2 separate regions of the Sus scrofa genome follow, and region 1 is linked to region 2. A link is a contact called in public HiChIP or PLAC-seq data. All regions are on one chromosome and are shown on one strand. Each heading gives the region's core, a stretch centred on a gene start, on an enhancer-like site or on the middle of the called end of the contact. The rest is flanking DNA. Distances are from core to core; before and after follow the strand shown.

Region 1 (2,700 bases), core at 160-2,659, 68 kb before region 2:
GATGGGAAGAGGATTGAGTGGAGTGTCAAGGTCTCGGGATTGTGTCAGCTGTCGCTATAAGGCAGAGCTGTAAATTCTCTCCTAAACCTGCCCACACCTCCTGCGTCCTCAGCTCCAAGTCGTTCATCATGATGCTCCATGCTTCTCTGAGGGGTCGGTTTTCTGAGAATGAAATAACATGAAAATACTTTGGAGGAAGTAGACCACAGCTTTGTTTTCTAAGATTATCGATCTTGATTTAGAATCACTGTGAATTGTACTTTCCTAAATATGGTTCTCAGGTTGCCAGAAAGGAAACCAAGGGAGAAATGAGAGACCTTTCTAGGTTACATATTCGTGGGAATTATGTCTCCAACACTACCCAGTGCGTGCTAGTACTATAGACGATGCTAAGAGTAAATCGTCTCCATTTAAAAAGGTGATATGTGACAAGAGAAGAGTAAATTCACCATGAGAAACACCAAGAAGAGAATCACCCTCAGAACAGGCAACTTCAGTAATTGAGATTCAGTCTTAATTTCTCTTTTCTTTACTCCCCACTTTTAATCCATCAGCAAATTCTATCGATCCTCCTCCAAAATAGATCTTCTGTTTCTGCTGCCATCATCTTGGTTCAGACCACCACCATCTCTCACTTAGACCATTTCAATAGCCTCCTCATCTTCCTGCCTCTACTTATTCCTCTCTACAGAGAATCACCCACTAACGGCCAGAATGATCCTTTTAAAACACCAACCAGATTGTGCTCTCTTTGTCTGAATACCCTTTACTGCTTTTTTCTCATTGCATTTTAAGCAACATTTAGGTGCCTGGCTGACCTCTCAGAGCTAAGTGCCTGTGTGGCTAAAGCTTCCACCTCCTCTCTTGACACTTGCCCACCATGTGGTGCTTCAATATCTTCTTAGAACTGTGGGGGAATAATTATAGCTTCTTCATGAGTTATTAAGAATGTGAATGATGTAAATTCCATCACATAGTGCCTGGTACAGAGCAAGCACTCGATTTCTGGATTACAATTTAGTGTTAGACATGAGCGACACTGGCTGTCCTTCCAGCCGTGCCCTTTCCTCCTCAGGACCTTTGCCTTTCGCCTGGACTGCTCTTCCTCCAGCCCCTGCCATGGCTGCTACTTCTGGTGCTCCAGGTCTCCACATGGGCCTCATCTTCAGAGAAGACTTCCTTCACTCTCTAGGTAGCTCCCACCAAGCTCTCTCATCATCCCCTTGATTCCTTCAGAGTGTTTCCCAAAATTGTATTGCTGATTAACCCCCCCCCAACTTAGCTTTAGTCTGTCTCTCGCAATAGAGTGGAAACTAGGAACAGAGTTATATCCATTTTATTTGTCACCGTATCCCCAGCACATGACACATAATAGGAACTCAGCAAGCATTTCTTGAATGGCTGGATGATGAGGTAATAATTGGGCTCTTAGATCACAGCTAGGCTCAGTTATTGTATGAATAACTATTTACTGGGTCTATTAGTTTCATATGTCTGCTTTAACAGATTATCACAAACTTGGGTGGCTTAAAACAAACAAATGTATTCTCTCACAGTTCTGGGGCCAGAAGTTCAAAATCAGTTTCACTGGGCCAAGATTAGTGTTCAGCAGAGCCATGTTCCAACTGGAGGCCCTAGGGTAGAATCTGTTCTTTCCTCTCCCAGCTTCTGCGGCTGCCAGCATTCCTTGGCCTCTGGCTCTACCAGAGTCTGTGTGTGTGTGTGTGTGTGTATGTGTGTGTGTGTGTGTGTGTGTGTGTGTGTGTAGCTGCACCTGTGGCATATGAATCGGACCCAGGCTAGGGTCTAATCGGAGCTGCAGCTGTCGGCCTGCACCACAGCCACAGCAATACCAGATGCAAGCCATGTCTGCAACCTGCACTGCAGTTTATGGCAATGCCGATCCTTAACCCACTGAGAAGGCCAGGGATCGAACCTGCACCCTCATGGATACTAGTTGGGTTCACTACCACTGAGCCACAAAGGGAACTCCCACCATTCCAGTCTTTAAGGCCAGCATCTTCCAATCTCTCTCTCTTCCGTCTTTATATCCTCTTTTTCTCTGTGGGTCTAAAACGTCCCTCTGCTCCCTCTTATACGAGACATGTGATAGCATTCAGAGCCCACTCAAGTAGCCTGGGTGTATTAGCCTGCTCAGGCTACCATAACAAAATATCATAGGCTGGGTGGCTTAAACAACAGAAATGTATTTGTCACACTTGGAAAGCTGGAAGGCAGAGATCAGGGTCCATCAGGGTTCCGTTCTGATTAGGACTCTCTTCTGGGCTTGTAGGCAACTGCCCTCTCACATCTTCACATGGCCTCTCCTCCATGTGTACATGTGGGGGTGGGGAGAGAGCTCTATGGTCTCTTTTTATAAGGACGCTTATCCAACTTTATGACCTCATTTAACCTTAATTACTTTGGTAGAGGCCCCATCTCTAAATATAGACACATTGAGGATCACGGCTTCAATATAAAAATTTATTGGGGAGGGAGGTACACAGTTCAGTCCATAACACCTGGGATAATCTATTTCATCTTAATATCCTTAATCACTCTGAAAAGACCTTTCTTCCCAGATGGGGTCACTAACAATAACAGGTTCCAGGGATGAATTTGGGGATCCTCTTTAATGCTTAGCACAATGAGGAAGCAAAAGGAATTCTAAGCTTACTTCCCTACTCATGGCTGCTCAAA
Region 2 (2,713 bases), core at 94-2,593:
AGTCAGGGATAAACTCCAGAATATTTGGCTTCAATAACTGAAAGAATGCAGTTGCCACTAACTAAAATGAGGAACACCAGAGACAACTGAGGGACAAAATTCGTTCCATTAAAGTATTCTAGAAAACATTCAAGAGTAATTTTTATTTTGCTTTTTAGGGCCTCATTTGCCGCACATGGAGGTTCCCAGGTTAGGGGTCAAATCAGAGCTGTAGCCGCCAGCCTTCACCACAGCCACAGCAACACAGGATTTGAGCCGTCTGCGACCTACACCACAGCTCACGGCAACACCAGATCCTTAACCCACTGAGTGAGGCCAGGGATGGAACCCGCGTCCTCATGGATGCTAGTCAGATTTGTTAACCACTGAGTGATGACAGGAACTCCATGAGTAATTATTAATAAGCACAATTAGACCTAGGAATGTGGCATTTACAGAAAATACTGCGCTGGATATTTTCTCTTTAACTTTGAAGTAAAGAGCTTAATGACAGCTGGTTGTCACCCAAAAAAGCTATAACAAAGCATTTCTCACTAGAGTGTCCGTAACTATGACATTTTATTGATTCACCCAGTATCTACTTATTAGGCACCAGGCACTATTACAGCTTCTAGGGGGGTATAAAAATGATTATGGGAGTTCCCTCCTGGCAGAGCAGTTAAGGATCCCACGTTGTCAAAGCTGTGGCACAGATTCCATCCCTTGCCCCAGAGCTTCTGCATGCCACATGCACAGCAAAAAAAAAAAAAAAAAAAAAAAGAAAGAAAAGAAAGAAAGAAAGAAAAAAAAAAAAGAAAAGGAAATGAAAGGAAAGGGAAAAAAAAAATTATGGTGCTTGTTCTAGGTGCCTAAATCCAGAGAAGGTGACAAAAAATAACAACAAAAATCAACGATACTAGGAATGCTGGGAGAACTTGCGATCACGGTGCTAATGAAAACACAGAAGCTGACATAACTAACTACACACCCAGAGAGGCCAGAGACAGTGTTTGCGCTGTCTTAAGGGTTGCCTTTGGGTTTTACAGACACACAAGGGCATTTTAGGCAAAGAAATGCGCCGGGGCAGGGAGGGCGGAGCTCATCCTGAGACCCATGGAGTCCGTCCATGTAGGGAGGGTGACCGTCAAGAGCCAGAGGGAGAGAGAATCGTGGGCGCGGCCCGCGGAAGGTCTGCTGCGCGGGTTGCTATGCTACCTCCTAAAGGAAGAGGGAACAAACAGAGGCAGGATGAGAAAAGACACACGCGTCCGTCCGTGCCTCGGGGTCTGTTGGGCTCTGCTGGGCTCTGCTGAGCTGCAGTTAATCTCCTGGCGGCAGAGGAGGTAGGGACAGGCGCCAGGAGCTGACATTGGCTTGAAAGGGTGCCCTTCAGAGGCTTCTCTCCGGTTCCTGAGACCAGGGCCAGCTGCTGTGGAGGCGGCAGGGAAAGAACAGCCCCTGCCCCCAACCCTCAGTACTGTGTCTCCCTGCGAGAGGACAGGAGCCGGCTAGCAAGCTTTCAAGTTCTAGGGGCCACTGTGCTCTTCTTAAGGGGTTACCATCGCCCCCCCGCCCCCAAATCTAAGGAAACTTCGATAGAGAATGAGTGATCCTTCCACTCTGAAATTCATGTCATTTGAGTAGAAACGCATCCGTGGATCACAAGTCTGTGTCCTGCAGGTCTCCCCCAGATCAGATCACAGGGAAATGCTAACTATTCTTTGCTCACTTAAGACTGGCTTGAAAATGTGAGCGTTTCTGTTCAGCCTTAACCTGACCGTCACAAAGAAATGCTTTCACTTAAGCTATTTCAGAGCATCTGCAAATGTTATCAAATTTTGATAAGACTGGATAAGTGTTTTTAAACAAACCATGTAAAGGATCATCTATTAAAGCTCTGCTCATTGTGGTGTGTGAAATGATGTTAAACCACTGTGTAGCTCTCATTAAACTGAGTTGTTTCTCTTTTTAGTATCTTTCAGAAAGTTTAGAAAGAAAAAAGGTTGGCACCTTCGAAAACTTAAGAAAGCTTAAAAGGAACTGAGAGAGTTAAGTACTCAACTCAAAGAAAAATAAGTCCGTCTGGCAGAGAAGACCTTGCTGGTTAGGGGAGAAGCAGCAGGGGATGCAGCCTGTGGACAAAGGTCTCAGGAACCCAGGGCACAGGTCCAGACTCTGGGGGAACGATCTGATGATCAATCAGCTCACCTCCCAGGAAGGAGCCCCGAGTTCTTTCTTATGGATGATGGTGTGACACTAGATGAGTTCAGGTCCTTTCCTGCTCTAGGAGTTCATTAAAGATTGTCTGAGAATCATATGGAGCTCTAGAGATGGATTTTGAAATGTATTTTCCTCTTAGGACTTACTAAAAAAATACTGCCCTCCGGCCAGATGGTTGCCCCTGTGTCATCTCCCTTCACACTCCCAATGGCCTTCTTTTGTGGACACGTCCAGTTGAGCCTAGAGGTTGAGTACTATTATTGAGATCTTTTATGTATTTATTTATTTATTTATTGTCTTTTTTTTTTTTTTTTTTTTTTTTTTTAGGGCCGCACCCACAGCATATGGAGATTCCCAGGCTAGGGGTCAAATCGGAGCGGTAGCTGCCGGCCTACACCACAGCCACAGCAACAGATCCAAACCTCATCTGTGACCTACATCACAGCTCACGGCAACGCTGGATCCTTAACCCATTGAATGAGGCCAGGATCGAACCTGCGTCCTCATGGCTGCT

The links. HiChIP or PLAC-seq counts read pairs in DNA pulled down with a chosen protein or histone mark.
Region 1: a contact with region 2 is called in an H3K27ac HiChIP or PLAC-seq map of skeletal muscle. The contact joins two enhancer-like sites. A contact is called at or near these places in 7 of 47 Hi-C or Micro-C datasets (embryonic fibroblasts, fetal heart ventricle, heart right ventricle and 3 more) and 1 of 2 datasets of contacts at active chromatin or transcription factors (skeletal muscle).

The regions. Positions count from the first base shown.
Region 1 is chr1:43,667,895-43,670,594 of Sscrofa11.1, reverse strand. The region is part of intron 7 of SLC35F1 (solute carrier family 35 member F1); the gene reads left to right. Among named protein-coding and RNA genes, the nearest start is that of PLN, 210 kb to the right of the region's middle. Within about 2 kb of position 1,409, at least 3 of the 83 cell types and tissues checked have an H3K27ac peak or open chromatin away from gene starts, as enhancers often do. A contact at or near this core is called in skeletal muscle, where this site is marked.
Region 2 is chr1:43,599,836-43,602,548 of Sscrofa11.1, reverse strand. No RefSeq gene overlaps it. Among named protein-coding and RNA genes, the nearest start is that of PLN, 140 kb to the right of the region's middle. Within about 2 kb of position 1,343, at least 43 of the 83 cell types and tissues checked have an H3K27ac peak or open chromatin away from gene starts, as enhancers often do. A contact at or near this core is called in skeletal muscle, where this site is marked.